5 separate regions of the Mus musculus genome follow, and regions 2, 3, 4 and 5 are each linked to region 1. Evidence: chromatin contacts called from public HiCAR-type and promoter capture Hi-C data. All regions are on one chromosome and are shown on one strand. The core of a region is the stretch at or near the end of the contact, and the rest is flanking DNA. Distances in the headings are between cores, read along the strand shown. Region 1 holds the start of Cyp4f16 (cytochrome P450, family 4, subfamily f, polypeptide 16). Region 2 holds the start of Cd320 (CD320 antigen). Region 3 holds the start of Rps28 (ribosomal protein S28). Region 4 holds the start of Angptl4 (angiopoietin-like 4). Region 5 holds the start of Marchf2 (membrane associated ring-CH-type finger 2).

Region 1 (3,339 bases), core at 558-3,057:
CCAAAGTCTAAGGCCCTAGACACCTGGTAAGACTTTAGACAGACACCGTAGCTGAGTTTTTAGGTCAGAGTTCGTTCATGACTGTTGCAGTCAAGGTTTGCTCTCAGGTCCTTTCAGTATTCAGTGTCCTGAGGAGGTAATTCGCTTCCTCTGTCCTCGACTCCAGCAGTCTGAGTTCCGGTCCTCCTGATAGAGGAGGGTTTGGTTGGGGCACAGGAGTAGAAGGAGTAATCCAGAGTTTAACCAGAGCGAGGAAGGAAGGGAGAACATATTCTTTGAAGAAGAGCCATTCAGGCCTGAAGAGATGGCTTAGTGGTTAAGAGCACTGGCTTCTGTTCCTTAGGAGCAAGGTTCAATTTGTACTACCTACGTGGTGGCTCGGAACTTTCTGCAGTTCTACTCCCAGGGGATCTCACACTCTTTTCTTTGCAAAGCTTCTGGAATCAAGCTTGTGTGTGGTGCAGACACATACATGCAGACAAAACATCTCTATACATAAATCAAATAAATAAAAGAAAAAATAAGAATGCTAAGTCAAGCGAAACAGCTATGGCTTCAACTGTGACAAGTGGGGGCCTTATACTGCTCTGTTCCATACAGTCTTTCCTTGTGTCTTCTCCAGTGTGGACTCTTTTAGAAATGTTGTGTGTTTCCTTTAGACGTTCATTACCCTAGAATTCAGTGTCATAAGTAGTTGTGAAATTGTAGACTTTGCCTATGCTTAAAAAGTACCTGTGAAGTTGAAAAATTTACTAGAGGAAAGGGAAACAACACCTTGTGAAAAATCCCCTGGGGAGGAAGTCTTGAGGTTGCTTAATTTTGATCTATTAGGGACCCCTAGCCTCCATAGTCCCTCATTTCTTGTTTGGGGAGCCCTGAGTTGGCGAGTCTGGACTTCTCCACTGACCTCTGCCCTTATCTTGCTCTATCAACCACCAATCAAGTACCCTTAACTCTGTTTCAGGACTTTGAGATTGCTTTTATCTGCCAACCTTTGAGCTGGTCCACCCATTGTTCTTTATGTCCGCGCTTTGGTGTGATGTTGGCTCCTTTTACTTGTCTAATAATGGGGAGCATGGCCATGGGAGGGTTCAGTGATTGCTAAGTCCATGACTTGCCGATCTAGGGTTTCTGAACAGCATACACTCCTGTTAAGGTCAAGTCGCCATTTGATCCTGGGAAGACAAGCCATTGCAGGCTTGTTCATTCTTGCCTGTACCCCTGTGCTCATAGCACTTCAGTCTGACTCCTTTCATCCTCACAAACCCGCTGAACTCTGACCCTTTAGTTGCCAGGTGTATTTTCCCAGCCAGGACATCTATCTCTTCAGTCTGACCATGGCTGGATTCTCTGGTCTAGTTTGGAATTGTTTCTATCCAGGGGCTGGGCTGCTAAGGGAGAGGACTGAATGCTGCAAGACTGTAGTCGGTGAGCAGAGGCATTCCAGAGACAGGTCTGCAGTTCTGCAGTTCTGCAGTGAGGAATTCTGCATGCTGCACTCCCACCAGTGAGATGTGCAGAGATCCCTGGGAGATGCTCAGGGAACATCCTGAACACCATCCTGGCACCTGTACTTCCTCCTTCACGCTTTTATCAGCAGACTGTTGCCCTTGGAAGGGCCCAGAGTCACCTTTGCCCTTGACTCAGAGGTGCTGCATCCTAAATGCAACCTGCCTGTGTGTGTTGCCCTGAGTCTTTCCCCTCCACTCCAGTCTGGCCCCGCCCAACTTGTTTTGGCCTGATGCCCAGGCAGGGAGGAAGTGGCTGAGCCTGGGAGGGATTTGATTGGTTCAGTCCAGCCTAACCCAGCCTCCCACACAGCTTCCTGAAGTTAGGAAGCAGGGGATAAATGCTTTTCACAGGACTGGGGAGAAGGTCTTAGAGGACCAGCAGCTCCTGAGATAAGGTACCGACTTGGGCTCTGAGGCAAGACAGGGTCCTGACTCTGATCAGGATGAGTTTATCAGTGTTGGGGTGGCTCCATGGAGACAATTGGCACAAGTGAGCCTGGGTTCCTGGATAACCGTTTGTGCTTCAGGCAGAGCCATCCCAGACTTCAACAGCTCTTGTCTGTGTGTTCCCTGCCTCCTTCTCTCTCTCTCATTCTGTCTCTTCCTGTATCTCCATCCCCTTCCCTGCTCTACTCCCTGCTCTACTCTCCAGTTTCTGCCCATGCTCAAAATTCTGAAGTTTTCCAGGTTCCTCTTCCAAACCTCAGAATCTCCTCCTGTGTCTGTCTGCTCAGCAGGATGCTGCGGCTAAGTGTGTCTGGGCTGGACCTGGGCTCTGTGGTGACCTCGTCATGGCATCTTCTGCTGCTTGGAGTGGCTTCCTGGATTTTGGCCAGAATCCTTGCCTGGACTTACTCATTCTATGAGAACTGCTCCCGCCTCAGTTGTTTCCCTCAGCCTCCTAAAAAAAACTGGTTTTCAGGTCACTTGGGCATGGTGAGTATGGCGGCAGATAGGCTGGGGGTACCGGGGTGTATGTGTTCCCTAGGCATCAGGAAAGGTCTGGAGCCTGTAGCAGGGAGAAGCAAAGAAAGTTATTTGGGCCCCTATTCTCATCACAACCCCACATTCATTTATCTTTCTTTCCAAGTTGTGCTCATCAGCCTTTCTCTCTTACCTGGCACCAGCCTACTGTGGGCCATACTCTCAGCAGGACTGAGGATTCCTCAAGTTCCTGGATATGTGTCATAGTCAGTGGATCCCATGGCGAATAGCACAGAGTAGTGGCATCCCTGGTATATTCTGTTTCACTGCTGGATTTGAGATCTTCCTTCAGTATGTCCAAGGTCTTGCCTCCTGCCTGGCTCATCTCTCTTGGTTTCAGATCAGTGACTGTATCTCTCTGGGTTGCTATTTGCCCTGTAGGATTCAGCTGCGATTTCTTACCTCCACCTACTGTTTGGGTGCAGAAGAGAGATTGTAGTTTTTTTCCCTTCCACTTCTTGGCCACTGTCCTTCCTCATTTTGCCCTCTGTCCTGAAGATGCATTAGTGGGCTCCATTATGCAATGTAGGTCAAGGATGAACACTTTTTAACATTGGTAGTGATTATCTGAAGTGCTTAGGGTTTGTGCATGCTAAGCAATGACTTTATTCCAAAGGCACATCACAGCATGACCATTTTCTCTCTGGTCTCATCATAATGACTACACTTCCTACTCAGTACCCTTCCCTGGTCACCAGGTCCCCTTGCTCCATGCTGCTCCATGTTGCAGAACCACATCTTGGGATTAGATCACTCATAATAGAGATATCATCACCAATGCCATACATTCAAGTACTGCTTCTCTCAACAGAATCCTCTTTCCTACCAACATTCTCATGTAACC
Region 2 (3,339 bases), core at 478-2,977, 1.3 Mb after region 1:
AAAAAAAATGGGAATGGGTGGGGGGAGGGGGGGACTTTTGGGATAGCATTGGAAATGTAATTGAGGAAAATACATAATAAAAAAAAAAAAAGAGGAAAAAAAAATGTAGGATGATCCCCACCCTCCCCTGGGCTGTCTTACTTACCTCTGTCTGCATCCCTCTCTGCCTGAATACCATTGCCTTCTCCAGAAATTGGTGAGGCTTACACAGTACACTCCAAAAGTAGTCATAACCTCTAACATTTACGGTGGTAGAGAGGCCATCCATCCACAAGCAGCACCATTTGTGTGAAAGTCTGGACTTCTATGTAGCCTTCTGGTCTACATTCTGGGAAACTTAGCCATTTGAAGGTTAGTGACTTGCCTTCCAGCCTTGTTGGGAGGTAGTGTCATAGATTCTTTTTTTTTTTTTTTTTTTTTTTTTCTTTTTGGTTTTTCGAGACAGGGTTTCTCTGTGTAGCCCTGCTGTCCTGGAACTCACTTTGTAGACCAGGCTGGCCTTGAACTCAGAAATCCACCTGCCTCTGCCTCCCGAGTGCTGGGATTAAAGGCATGCGCCTCCACGCCCGGCCAGTGTCGTGGAATCTTAAGGTAGAGCTATGGAAAACGTAATGTGAAGAATAAAACACTAAGCTGGTACATGACTATATCCCCAATACTTCGGAGGCCAAAGCAAGAGAGAGGATCACTAGTTTCAGGCCAGCTTGGGTTACCTCAGACCAGCAGAAACCACAACATCACTAGCCACATTGGATAAGCTGACTCAATGCATTCAACTGTGGAAGTGGGATGAGAAAACCCAAGGCTGCCAATCTGTATCAATTACAATTAATACAATTGTAGTATCAATCTACCAGGCCCATGTTAGAATAAATGTTTCTCAAGTGTGTGAGAACTAGAAGTTAATGAGGTTGGGATGGGAACCAAGGAGATGGTCAGTCCAGGTTCGAAGCCAGTAACTGTTCACTCATTTGATCATTCCATCATTCCCTCACTATTTTCGCCATTCATCAAAGGAAACCAACATCCTGGTTCGCCTGCAGCTGGCATTCTAGGGGGCAATCAAGACAATAAAGCTAAAATAAGTAAAATCCTTAGGTGGCACAAAGGAGGGACCTGCTGGGGAGTGTTCACAGGGTGTGGCTGCCATATTCATTGGGACCATTGGGCAGTGATATTTGCAGTAGGCTACATGTGAAGTTTAGGTCAAAATTGCTAAGTTCATTTATATCCCTAGAAGGTTTATTTTTATTTTTGGTTTTTTGAGACAGGGTTTCTCTTTGTAGCCCCCGGTGTCCTGGAACTTACTCGGTAGACCAGGCTGGCCTGGAACTCAGAAATCTGCCTGTCTTTGCCTCCCAAGTGCTGGGATTTAAGGCGTACACCACCACTGTTCAGCAGAAGTTTATTATTTCAAGTTAATGTGGTTATTTTCATGGAACTGGGGATTAAACCTAGAGCCTCCTGAATACTACTAGGCAAGTGCTCTACTACTGAACTACTCCCCGAATTCCTGTTTTTTATTCTGAGGTAGGGTCTCCTTTAATAGCCTAGGTTGGCTTTGTTCTTCCTCAGCCTGTAGAATATCTGGGAGTTACAGGCCTAGGTCACCAAACACATTAGGTTTTACTGCTAGGAAGAAGCCAGGAGGAGCCCTAAAATCAAAGTACCCTTGTATTCGGGTACTTACGGTCGCAGGCTTGCTTGCGCCACTCCCCCCTGCCTTTGTGTGCGCGTGCGCGAGAATCAGCGCGTCCTTCTGACTGAGCGGCTGCGGCTGGAGCGGAGCAGTTCGGCTAGCTGTTGGATGGCGCGGGGCGGAGCTGGGCGGGCAGTGGCCCTGGGCCTGGTGCTGCGGCTCCTCTTTGGTCTCAGAACAGGCCTAGAGGCCGCTCCGGCTCCGGCCCATACCCGGGTCCAAGTCTCCGGTGAGTGAACCCCCGTTTCTACACCGCTTTTGATCCCGCCTCCACGCGCTGGCATCGCCTCACTATTGGCTGCGCCGCCCATCGGTCGTTGACACTCCCCCAGCACGCGTGTTTGGCTTTAGCGTGGGTAGAGTGGAGAGAATCGGCCCTCTGTGCGTGCAGAGGGGACCGCCACATGGGTGCCTTCTCCTGTGTTCTGCTCAGCTTCCTCCCTTATTCCTGCGCTGTCCCTAAGTCACCTCCAAGCCGTCCTTCAGCTCAATGTGGGCTGGAAGGCTTTTGTTTCTGATTTTGACCTCTCACCACGCAGGGCTGGTCACCCGGTACCTTCTTGCAGCAGGTATGCCTTCCCGAAACCTTCAGCCCTGAGGCTGCAGTTCTGTGGCTGTTCTTTCAGCACCCAGAGCTTCAGTTTTTCCTTGTATTCCTGCCTCAGAGAATGGAAGGAAGAGCCCTGGAGTGTATTTCCCCTGTGAACCCCAATCTTGGCCAGGAACCTGTCCCGGGCAGGACGAGGAGGCCCGATTGTGACCACTGGCCACTACTGACCATCCACTCTGTATGAGAATAGGTCTTAACTGTTTCAAGGTTTTTTTGGTTTGTTTGTTTTTGTTTCTGTTTTTAGGTTTTTATTATGTTTTGATTTTTTTTTTTTTTTTCCAAACAGGGTCTCACTTTATAGCTCTGGCTGTCTGCAACTTGCTATATAGACTAGGCTGGGCTTGAACTCCTAGAGATCCACCTCCCAAGTACTGGGATTAAAGGCAGGCACTAGTTCCCCTTTTTTTGAGACAGGGACTTACTATATAACACAGGCTGGACTGCTGTTTTCAACTTGTGCCTTAGGCTCCCCAGCACAGGGATTATTAGGTATGGACCATTGTATTTGGCTGTTTATGGATCTGTACCCATAAACTACCCCTCCTCCCACTTTCGGCTGTTTTGTAGCTCCAAGCAGTCTTCTTGTTCCAGCATCCCAGGAGCTGGACTTACTATTGAGCAACATTAAGTCTGGCCTTAGTATTCCTCTTTTACAGATGAGGACATAGACTGGGAGGAGGAATCATGGGTCATCCTGACTCCTGTCTGATTAATTGCCCCCAAGAGGTATAGGGTCTGCTCTGCTCTGGGCCCATTCCAAGAAAATACAGAGTCAGGAAGAGAAGGTCTGAGTTGGCAGGACTGTGAGTTGTTAGGCATGGAGAGGAGGCTATGCTGGGCAGGAAGGGGTGGTGGCCAGGGCTTGTATTCAGTTCTTCAGCTCTCTGGAGCTTCTGAACTGTGTGGTATGCAGGTATAATTGCGTTTGACTACAAGGAGAGGGAGGGAGGGGTCTTGGAGGCTCTGGCTCTGTGTGTGAGGTAGGAAGCTCTAAAGGCTCCCTCCTGTCTTTGTTCATTCCTTCCTGCTG
Region 3 (3,339 bases), core at 520-3,019, 1.3 Mb after region 1:
CACCTTGAGAAGATGCTCCCTCTAGCTTGTTAGGATGCTGAGGGGAAAGAGTGAGGCAAAGCCTGGGTAATGCCATATCCCTCAACTCACTTCATGAAACATCCTAATAAAAGTATTTCTACTAAGTTCGTATTGTGTGGATGGAAGCAGTAGGAACAAACACCTATGGGGAGGGGGGCTTTCAAAGCAGAGTGCATGGTCACTGGAGTTTTTATAAAGCCAAGACGCTGCTGGAAAAACCAATTTCTAGACAAGAATTAATATAAATGCTTTATTTAACAGTTGCAGATCATTCCGTGGGCTAAGTAGTGGATATCCAGAACCCTGTAAACAGACCCAAGCATTAGATAGAGTGCCTTTCTTACCTCCTAACAAGTCCCTCCCAAGGGTTGCCACTTACCCACCAGCTGCAAGATTAACGCAACCTTCGAGCTTCTCTTTCTGACTCCAATAGGGTGAGCACGTCACCCTCTCGAACGGGGCCTTTGACATTTCGGATGATAGAGCGGCTGGTGTCATCCATGAATTCCACTCGCACCTACAAGCCCAATACAAGAGTTAAATGCTGCTACTTACTAGTGGGGTGGAAAGGTAATATGGACCAGAGCCTGGGACAGGGGCTGGTCAGGTCAGATGGTTCAGCAGTTACAAGCATTTGTTACTCTTAAGGTCTCATTTGCCAGACCAAAGGCATTGAATCACTCACATGATAGGGTCTCTGTAGCCTGATCTGACCTTGAAATCCTGTGATCCTTCTGGAATTACAACACCCTCCCCACTTACAATTTTATCTGGGTGCCTCCAACTTACTTCAGGCTGGCCCTGATCTACGGGTCCCCCTACCTTAGTTTCTTAATTAGCTGTGATGGGAGACCTGGGTATAAGCCAGGGGAACGAACGGTCAGGGCATCTTTAGCCTAGGCTTGTCTGTCTCCTGGAGTAGGTGAGATGCCCTACCGTTCTTGTTCTATGTGGTGGACCGAGGCAAGCACACTATCAACAGTGGCCCAGGTTTTTTCGGTACTGGATCATTTTGTAGCCTAAGCTTGACTGGAACTCCAAGTGAACTTCCTTAGACATCTTTAATTACTAGCTTTGAGTTCAGTACTCAAGTTTTTTCGGGTTCTTTGTATGGTAAGCAAGTCTACTACTGACACACAGGTCCCGCCAACTCCACCTCTTTAAAAACCAAATCTTTTAGCTGGGCAGTGGTAGCCCGCGCCTTTAATCTCAGCACTTGGGAAGCAGAGGCAGGCGGATTTCTCAGTTCGAGGACAGCCAGGGTTACACAGAGAAACCCTGTCTAGAACACCCCCCCCCCCCCAACAAAAAACCACCAAAGCTTTCAAAGGCAGTCTTACTACGGTATCCGCGTTTCTTACAAAGTCATATCCTCCCTGAACCTAGCTACTAGAATTAAACGTCACCAAATCCAGTTATAATCCTGGTACTCGGGAGGACTCCGCTCCGACCCCAGGAAGTGGTCCGAATGTTCCCATCACTCACCTGCGTGCACTGTCCCTGCGAACCGGTCCTGCCCAGCACTTTGGTTACCTACAGGAAATAAGGGAAAGTTAGGCTCGACATGTTCAGCTTTCTTCTCTCTTTATTCAGGTTTCTAAACACCCGCAGTCGCCTCACCCTAGCCAGCTTGATGGGCTGCACGCGACTCGTGTCCATGATGGCGGCGATCTGGCGGAGAGGAGTCACGTGAGCAGGGGATGCCTTTTATAGTCGGCTCTGACCACGCCTCACTTTCGCTCTCGCGAGACCGCACGCGGTACCCAGGAATCCTCGGGACAGAGTCGTCACCAGCGTCCTTCGGAGCGGAAGGAATATGGCGTCCGCTACTCGCGTTATCCAAAAGCTGCGGAACTGGGCGTCTGGGGTGCGTGTGCTGTTCCGATCCGGGCCGGGAAGGATTTGGGTTCTGTACGCCCTTGAATCCTATCCCCCTTAACATCTCCTTAGTTCAGTGGATAATCCAGGATCCCTGAATTTGTGACTCCAGTAGTCAGACTCAAGGTCCTAAATGTTTTTGGCCGGGTTACTGGGATTTCCTTGGCCTTAGATTGCCTGGCTTTAGCTCCCCCCCGCCCCGCCCCTCTTCCTATCCCTTTCTCTCTTCGCCTCATTTGTCTCCCACGTGAGACCAGGTGTTTCCTCATCCCCCGTATCAGCTTGGAATCTTTGTTTGTTTGTTTGTTTTTGTTTTTGTTTTTCTTTTTCGAGACAGGGTTTCTCTGTGTAGCCCTGGCTGTCCTGGAACTCACTTTGTAGACCAGGCTGGCCTTGAACTCATAAATCCGCCTGCCTCTGCCTCCCGACTAGGATTAAAGGCATGCGCCACCACGCCCGGCTATCAGCTTGGAATCTTGTGCCCCTGTTTTTGGAAGGCTGAGGACCAGTTTTTAGATTTTGGAAGAAAACAAAGAGGTCAGGGAAGCTGTAGATCTCTGCAGCTCCTGGGAGGTTGGAGATGGATAAGAGGAGAGATAATTTAGGGTCCAAGAAAGGAGGTATATCTAGCACTGGAGCTTAGTAAGCAACTGTTTGGGTGAGAATTCCCATAATGTTAGGGTAAGCACGTTTAGTATATTGACCCATATACAGAGGAGATTTTCTTTAAAAGGAAGGCTTTTTAGGTTAGATCTTGGAAAGGCTGGAAACTTAGCCTTAAAGTTTTGTAAGCCATGCCCTTGCCTTTCTTCATATGCATGACTTGTAAACTTACCCTAACTGGCTACTTCTGTTCGCTAACCCTATCCTGGGGTTCCCTAGTTTCTGACTTCTTCTCTCCTCCCACAGCAAGACCTGCAGGCGAAGCTACAGCTGCGCTACCAGGAGATCGCCAAGCGGTGAGCAGGCCGTGCTTGCTGCCTTCATCCTGACATTCTTCCACCAAACCCAAGGCTGGCCATAGTGGTACAGTCTTTAATCCCAGCACTCGGGAAACAGGCAGGCTGAGTTCTGAGTTCAAGGCCTGCCTGATCTACATGATGGGTTCCAGGTTAACCCCTGTCTAATAAACAAACGTGAAAAAACAACCCTAAATTTGCTGTTCTCTTGAACTTTCCTTGGAGAATTGAGCAGAGATCTTTCTTGTCAGGCTGTGAAAGCAAAAATTTAACTTTTAACTTCATTGGGTTGTCTTGGAATAGTTAGGAGATAGGTTGTATTATTTGTTGGTCTCTTGGGTAGCTTTGCAGTCTTCATTGTGACCACCCACATGAAATGCTATGTTCTCAAGCTACTGAAGGGGGAGGATGAGGCCCATGTAGGCCAAGTCATTGCTTAAAGTCAGTTTTGATCACATTTATATACTGATGAGTCTTTGCC
Region 4 (3,339 bases), core at 447-2,946, 1.2 Mb after region 1:
CCGCCCATCCCGCACTGCGTAGCTCCACACACACTTCAATTTGAAACAAAGTATTGGGCATGGACATCCACAATCTAAGACCTAGAAATTGTGATCGAAACTGTTATGTATATATGTGTATGTGACTGGATGGAAGCATACAGGACAAAGGATCTGTATCTGTAAGATGTAAGAGGATGTGTCTAGTCTAGGAGCCGGGGTGGGGGTGTGCTTACTCTGGTTTTCCCTTTTATAGTTACATCAAGAGATGTTGGAGGGTTCCAAACCTCGGGAACGCACACACATCCACACACAGCCCTGGATTCCTTTGCATGATGTCCCTGAGCTACACCACCATCTCCCAGAACCCCTGAAACTTTAGCTCCTTATGATCTGCCTTCCTCTACTTGTTCTGGTTAACGGCTAATAAGATTTTGGGAAGATTCTTGCTGGGAAAGAATGGTGGGGTGGTCTGGCCAAGCAGGATCATAAGTGAAGAGGGTGCAATATATAAAAATACCCTTGATGAGAGCCTAGTGAGCCCACAGGAACCCAAGGCCAGAATCTCTTTCTTTCCTATTAAGGTGGACCTGACAAGAAGGCTAAGGATTGGAATGGCAAGTGGGGTGGTTGGGGAGTTGCCAGATGACAGCAAAGACCAGAGATACTCACTGTGTAAGTGGGTGGCGTTGGGAGTCAAGCCAATGAGCTGGGTCATCTTGGGAAGCCTCTTTCCCCTCGAAGTCTTGTCTACTCCATTGTCTAGGTGCGTGGGGGCCAAGAGGTCTATCTAAGACCGGGCAGGAAACGGGTGGTTAGATCTTTTGACTCATGCCATAACAACTGCTTAGCCACATTTCATCACTACATTTCACCCCCACTTTGTTTCCTCTTTCCCATTTGGGCCAATTGCTGGGGTAATTACCTGGCTCTGAAGATTCTGTATTCTCAGATTCTGCTTTGATAGGTATCTCTGCTGCTGGGCCACCTTCTGGAACAATTGCTGGATCTTGCTGTTTTGAGCCTTGAGCTGAGTCTGAAGATATGCAAGGCTAGTGAAGACCTGGCTTTATGTCGGCAACCTCCTCTTATTCACCCTCCCTTCTACCCTTTCACAGTCTGCTCTGAGGCCCTTCTCCACCCAGGTCCTGGAGTACTAGACTCGTTAGTCTAAGTAGAGTCAGAGTCCTAGTAGATGCGCCTACCTGCAAACTCTGCAGAGTCTCAGGAGTCTGGCCTTCAGGGACTCTATCCTCGGAGTCTTTGAAGGGTGCATCTTTTCCCTTGGGCCCCTGACAAGCGTTACCACAGGCAGCCATGCGGCGCTCCAGCGCGCCCAGCTGCCCACGGGTGCGCTCCACGTGTTCGCGCAGCCCATGGCCGAGCTGTAGCAGCCCGTGAGCCAGCAAGTTCATCTCGTCCCAGGATGCAAAGCGCGGTGGCTCTGGCTGTGCAGGGCGCCCTTGCGCGCTCAAAAGCCCCGCAGTAGCCGCGCATAGCACCAGGGCAGCGCCTGCTGTCGGAGCGCAGCGCATGATTCTGGGGGTGGCCTTGGGTGCAGCAACGCTAGGACTCCGGAACGCAGGAGTTCAAGACCCAGCAGCTGGAGTTCTGGGGGAGCCGGCTCAGACTTAGACTTGCTCTGGTGCAGAAGAAGATCTGGAGCCCGTAGCTCATAAGCGTTTCACGGTTGCACCTAAAGCCCCACTTTATAAAGCGGGTGTGGGAGTGGGAGGGAGAGCATTGGAGGCGGGGCCCGGGGGCGGAGCGAGTGGCCAAGTTTTAGGGTGCAATGCCACAGGCTTTGTAGTTACGAGTGTGTGTGTGTGGCGTGTGTGTGTGTGTGTGTGTGTGTGTGTGTGTGTGTGTGTATGAAGAGTTCTTGGGGATGGCTGCTTCGCCTTCCTTGCGACCTAATAAGCGACGTGACTGTCTGTGCACTGCATGGTTCATCCTAAGGCCGGAAATTCCCAGCCCTAGCCCGCATCCCAGCCCGGTTCAATGGAGGAAAGGGCGTACAAATCAGGACGTAGATGCCTTCTTTTTTTTTTTTCCCCTTCCCGCTACGTGGATGCCTTCTTGACTGACCCCTTCTCAAGTCAAAAGCAAAGTAGGGCAGAGTTACGTGGCAGAAAGTTCTCTCCCTGGTAGGCTGAGTTCAGATGGCAAGTGGGGGATTACAGAACCTTGCTCTCTGCCTCTTAGAGGCTTCCTGAGATCTTTAATCCACAGACCAGGCGGAACCCCTGCCCCCACTCTCACTTCCACCACCTTTCTGGCTCCCACGCTCTTTCCAGCTCAAGCATTCGTCATTGCAGATGTGTTTGTGAGGATCACTAACACCCTTGTTCAATTAGTCACCTCTTCCTGGCCAAATAGTCAATAGCTGGGATTTCTGTCTACATTGTAGAGATTGCAACCCTAGGCTTCCTCCTGTTGCCTGTCCTCCACCACCAGGGGTCTTGGTGTCCAGGAATTTACCTGCGTTAAAGGAGGATCAGTGTCTGAGGACAGACCTGTCATCCCAGCTCTTGGGGCATGGAGCAGAAGAGTGTGGAATTCATCTTGAGCTACACAAGTGAGTTTAAGAGAGCCTGGGCTACTCTGAGCCAGGTCTCCAAACAACAACAGCAACAACAAAACTGGTGGCACGCACCTGTAAACCCATCACGCAGGACACAGGGGAATAGTACAAGCTACAAGCTAGCCTGCTCTACATAGTAAGTTACAGACCAGTCAACGCTGAAACAGCAAGACCTTGTTTCAAAACAAAACAAAAACAATTCATAGTTATGCATACTTTAACTCCCAGCACTGCAGAGCAAGAAGCAATTGGAGGAAGCTCTGTGAGTTTGAGGTCAGCCTGGTCTACATAGTGAAGTTCCAGGCCATCCAGGAAGAAGACCTTGTCACAAAACAACAACAACAACAACTAAAAAAGCCAGGAGGAACTGGAAATCTATCTTACCAGTTAAGAGCATTTACATCTTTTGCAGGGGATCTAAGTCCAACAGCTCACAGTCACCTATAATTCCAGCTCCAGGAGCTATGGTGACTTTGACCTCCTCAGGCACTCACACACATGCACACAATTTAAAACAGTCATTTAAACATTTAAAAAGCAGGCTGGAGAGATGGTTCAGCAGTTAAGAGTACTGACTGCTCTTCCAAAGGTCCTGAGTTAATTCCCAGCAACCACATGGTGGCTTACAACCATCTGTAATAGGATCTGATACCCTCTTCCGGTGTGTCTGAAGACAGCTACAATGTACTCATATAAATAAAATAAATACATCTTTTTTAAAAAAAATTTAAAAAGCAAACAATCTAGAGAACATCAGCAAAGATTTCCCTTCCACA
Region 5 (3,339 bases), core at 624-3,123, 1.2 Mb after region 1:
AGGAGGAACTAACTCCCAAAGCTGTCTTCTGAGCGCTACATATGCTACCATGGGTGAGGGCTCACAAACTCACACATACACAAAACCAAACAAATGGATAAATGTTAAAAACACAATTGTGGGCTAGAGAAATGGGCCAGCAGTTAAGACTATTTACTGCCCTTGCAGAGACCCAGGTTTGGTTCCCAGTACCCATGTGGTAGCTCACAACTGCCTGTGACTCCAGTTCTGGGGAATCCAGCACTTTCTTCTGACCTCTGAGGGCTCTTACATAATACACATAAATTCACAGAGGCACACATACATTTAAAAAAAAAATGGTATGGTGGCACACAAGCTTAGTCCCAGCACCTGGAAGGCAGAGGCAATCCAATCTCTAAGTCAGCCTGTTCTCCGTAAGGAGTTCCAGGACAGCCAAGGCTACAGAGTAAGACCTCAAAAATAAAAGAACTAAACAATACCAAAGTTACACTAAATAACCCAGCGGAACCTTGAAGTCTTCCTGCCTCAGCCTCCAGAGCACCTGACCTAACAGGCCTGTACCACCATGCTCCATGCCCTAGGCACTTTATTCTGCCTCTGTCACTGATACTGTATGTCTTGATTCAAGTTAATTTGCTTTTCTGGGCCTCATCCATCTCTTTCTTACTTTAGGGTGTGTGTGTGTGTGTGTGTGTGTGTGTGTTGTTTTTCTTGGCAGTACTGAGATAAAACAAGGGCCTAGTGCATGCTAGGCAAGTACTGAGCTAGACCCCCAGTCCAGAAACTAAGTTCTAATCCCAGAAGCTCTACTTCCTATTTGCTGTATGGCCTTGGGCAACAGCTTTAACTTCCCTGAACTTCAATTTACTCATTTAGATGAAAGGAATTACTTTTAATACTTCTACCTAGTATGTTTCCCACTAACCACATTAATTCTGACTACAGAGTTTTTTTAAAAGTGTTTTCCCCAGGCATGGTGGCGCACACCTTTAATCCTGGCACTCGGGAGGCAGAGGCAGGCGGATTTCTGAGTTCGAGGCTAGCCTGGTCTACAAAGTGAGTTCCAGGACAGCCAGGGCTATACAGAGAAACCCTGTCTCGAAAAACAAAACAAAACAAAAAAAGTGTTTTCAATTATATTTATTTTGCTTGTATTTTTGCATATGTATGTGGTGTATATTCATGCAAGGGTGTGTCTATGGAGTCCAAATGACAACTTTCTGTTGTCAGTTTTTCTTTCACCATATGAGACCTCAAGACTGAACTCAGACAACAAGCACCTTGACCAGCTGAGCTATCTTGGCAGTCCCTGACTACTGTTTGAAAAACAACATTTTCAGTACAGTGCACTGAGTAGCTTTTTGTGAAGCGCCCCAACTCTTTATAATGTTAATAATCACCCAAACAGAACCGTTATGAAGAGGGTTTCAGAGTGACATTAGTCACTTATTGACCTCCTACTGTATGCCAGGCGCTTTTCTCATCAGCCATTTCCTAAATCATGTTGGCTCCGAGATGACCCACTTTTCCTAGATGGGGAAACCGAGGCTCACAGAGGTTTCTCCTGCGTGGCGAGGCTCGGAGACCTCTCACCAACCTTGAAATGATAATTGAGGTGCCTGCGTCCTGAGCAGGGCTAAGTAAGGCCAAGGGTAGCGCCCTATCTGTCCCGCTCGAGTACTCAGCCGGAGGCTCGAACCCGGAACCTGGGAAACCTGCCTACATACTCGGGTCAGGCCCATTCGCTGTTCCGTGCCTACCTGTTCCGCGGCCGGGCCGGGCGACCGCGCAGGCCCCTCGGTTCTCCCTGGCCCGGGTCCCGGCCCGGCCCGGCCCGTCAGCAGCGGCTTGCTCCGGCTCCGGCGAGCACCTGCGTCCGGGCACCGCCCGCCGAGCAGACAGCACGGCGAACCAATGAAGACTGCCTCTGAGTATCATCTGCCAATCAGCATACACGCCCCGCCCAAGAAGGTGGGGCCTTCAAAATACGGGACGTCCTGGGCGGTCCAGGCCCCGCGGCGCCGCAGCTTCTGACTCCGCCCCTGCTGCGTTCTGGCTCCACCCCCAAAATGGACCCCGCCTCATCCCAGCTCCTCCCCCATCCCAATCTCTGGCTGTAGACTTGCTGCCAGAGCCTGGAGCAGAACAAAGGCGAGCTTAAGTAAACAACTTCACACTTGCCAAATAACTTCTTTCCGCCTTCTTCTCCGCTCCCCCCGGCCCCCGTTTGTTTGTTTGTTTGTTTGTTTGTTTGTTTGTTTGTTGTGTTTTTTAAAGACAGTTTTAATGTAGATCAGGCTAACCTCGTACTCACTCTGTAGCCAAGGATAACCTCTCTGATCCTCTGGCCTCCACCTTCCCAGTTCTATCGGGAGCTAGAATGGAATGAAGTTTTTCTTCCGTGCTAGGCACAAACAGTGTGAACTGAGCTACATTTTTATCACACTTACCAATCCTAGGGTGGCTATGATCACATTTTGCAGAAGGAAATCCGCCCAAAGGGGTTAGAGTTCTGTGGAGGAAACTAAAGCCATCATCATTTACTCATCAATTATTCAAGCAAGACATACATTCAAAAAATGGAGCAACAGATGGTAGAAAGAGCTGTTGAGATAGATCAGCGGGCAAGAGCTCTTGCATGGCAAACATGAGGATCTGAGTTAAAATCCCCAGCATCCACATAAAAGAGCTGAATAGGGCCTCGAACTCCTGTAACCTCAGTGCTGTAGATGGTGTAAACAGGAAGATGGCTGGGGTTTGCTGTCTGCCAATCTAGCACTGGTTTCAGTGAGAGAACACTTAGCAGTACTTGCCTAGCATACACAAAGCCCTGGGCTTGGTCATACATGCCTATAATCCCAGCACCCAGGAAGTTCAAGGTCACCCTCAACTACACAGAAAGCAAGGCCAACCATATGAAGGAAAACCAAAAAGATCAAAATTCTGTAGGAAGCATTATTATGGTCCAGGCATGTGCAAGACCCTGGGGACACATTAACTAATATAAATATTGTGAGACAAACATTAGCGGTTTTTAATCATTGTGTTTGCTTATTTGTTAGAGACAGGTCTTACTGTGTAGCCCAGGTCCTGCCTCACCCTCACAAGCGTAAGATTATAGGCATATGCCACCACAGCCCCACGTTATTAGTATGAATTATTATTCTTACAATGCCTGTGATGGAGCCAGCAGCCTGATACATTAGGTAGGTGCTCCACCACTGAGCCACACCTTAAGCTTCATGGTGGTGGTGGTGGTTATGGTGATGCTGATTTGGTTTGGTTTGGGTTGGGTTTTTGATAGAGGGTTTCCTAAAGCCCAGTGTGGCTTTGAAGTGGATATACAGACAAGGATGA

The links. Promoter capture Hi-C pulls out the DNA fragments that hold promoters and counts their contacts. HiCAR-type assays count read pairs that join an accessible place to other places.
Region 2: a contact with region 1 is called in a promoter capture Hi-C map of hippocampal neurons, with 4 times the contacts expected there. The contact joins the promoter of Cd320 here to the promoter of Cyp4f16 in region 1. A contact is called at or near these places in 2 of 39 promoter capture datasets (the 3T3-L1 cell line and hippocampal neurons) and 1 of 115 datasets of contacts at active chromatin or transcription factors (astrocytes).
Region 3: a HiCAR-type map of astrocytes shows a contact between it and region 1, with 5 times the contacts expected there. The contact joins the promoter of Rps28 here to the promoter of Cyp4f16 in region 1. A contact is called at or near these places in 2 of 39 promoter capture datasets (the 3T3-L1 cell line and hippocampal neurons), 2 of 484 Hi-C or Micro-C datasets (B cells and cortical neurons) and 6 of 115 datasets of contacts at active chromatin or transcription factors (astrocytes, embryonic forebrain, embryonic hindbrain and 3 more).
Region 4: a HiCAR-type map of astrocytes shows a contact between it and region 1, with 4 times the contacts expected there. The contact joins the promoter of Angptl4 here to the promoter of Cyp4f16 in region 1. A contact is called at or near these places in 2 of 39 promoter capture datasets (embryonic stem cells and hippocampal neurons), 2 of 115 datasets of contacts at active chromatin or transcription factors (astrocytes and kidney) and 1 of 9 other capture datasets (embryonic stem cells).
Region 5: a promoter capture Hi-C map of embryonic stem cells shows a contact between it and region 1, with 2.2 times the contacts expected there. The contact joins the promoter of Marchf2 here to the promoter of Cyp4f16 in region 1. A contact is called at or near these places in 4 of 39 promoter capture datasets (the 3T3-L1 cell line, embryonic stem cells and hippocampal neurons), 1 of 484 Hi-C or Micro-C datasets (B cells) and 1 of 115 datasets of contacts at active chromatin or transcription factors (embryonic stem cells).

What each region holds. Positions count from the first base shown.
Region 1 is chr17:32,534,750-32,538,088 of GRCm38.p6, forward strand. Cyp4f16 (cytochrome P450, family 4, subfamily f, polypeptide 16) reads left to right here and starts at 1,808. Exons shown (of 13, transcript NM_024442.2): 1 at 1,808-1,906; 2 at 2,249-2,447. The coding sequence starts at 2,250.
Region 2 is chr17:33,841,364-33,844,702 of GRCm38.p6, forward strand. Cd320 (CD320 antigen) reads left to right here and starts at 1,728. Exons shown (of 5, transcript NM_019421.3): 1 at 1,728-1,928. The coding sequence starts at 1,808.
Region 3 is chr17:33,822,793-33,826,131 of GRCm38.p6, forward strand. Rps28 (ribosomal protein S28) reads right to left here and starts at 1,770. Exons shown (of 4, transcript NM_001355384.1): 1 at 1,642-1,770; 2 at 1,507-1,554; 3 at 401-538; 4 at 244-324. The coding sequence starts at 1,680. The coding sequence ends at 416. Ndufa7 (NADH:ubiquinone oxidoreductase subunit A7) reads left to right here and starts at 1,780. Exons shown (of 4, transcript NM_023202.4): 1 at 1,780-1,888; 2 at 2,809-2,858. The coding sequence starts at 1,838. Kank3 (KN motif and ankyrin repeat domains 3) reads left to right here. Exons shown (of 11, transcript NM_030697.3): 11 at 1-125.
Region 4 is chr17:33,779,879-33,783,217 of GRCm38.p6, forward strand. Angptl4 (angiopoietin-like 4) reads right to left here and starts at 1,697. Exons shown (of 7, transcript NM_020581.2): 1 at 1,185-1,697; 2 at 905-1,015; 3 at 652-769. The coding sequence starts at 1,514.
Region 5 is chr17:33,716,804-33,720,142 of GRCm38.p6, forward strand. It overlaps Marchf2 (membrane associated ring-CH-type finger 2), which reads right to left and starts at 1,874. Exons shown (of 5, transcript NM_001252480.1): 1 at 1,743-1,874.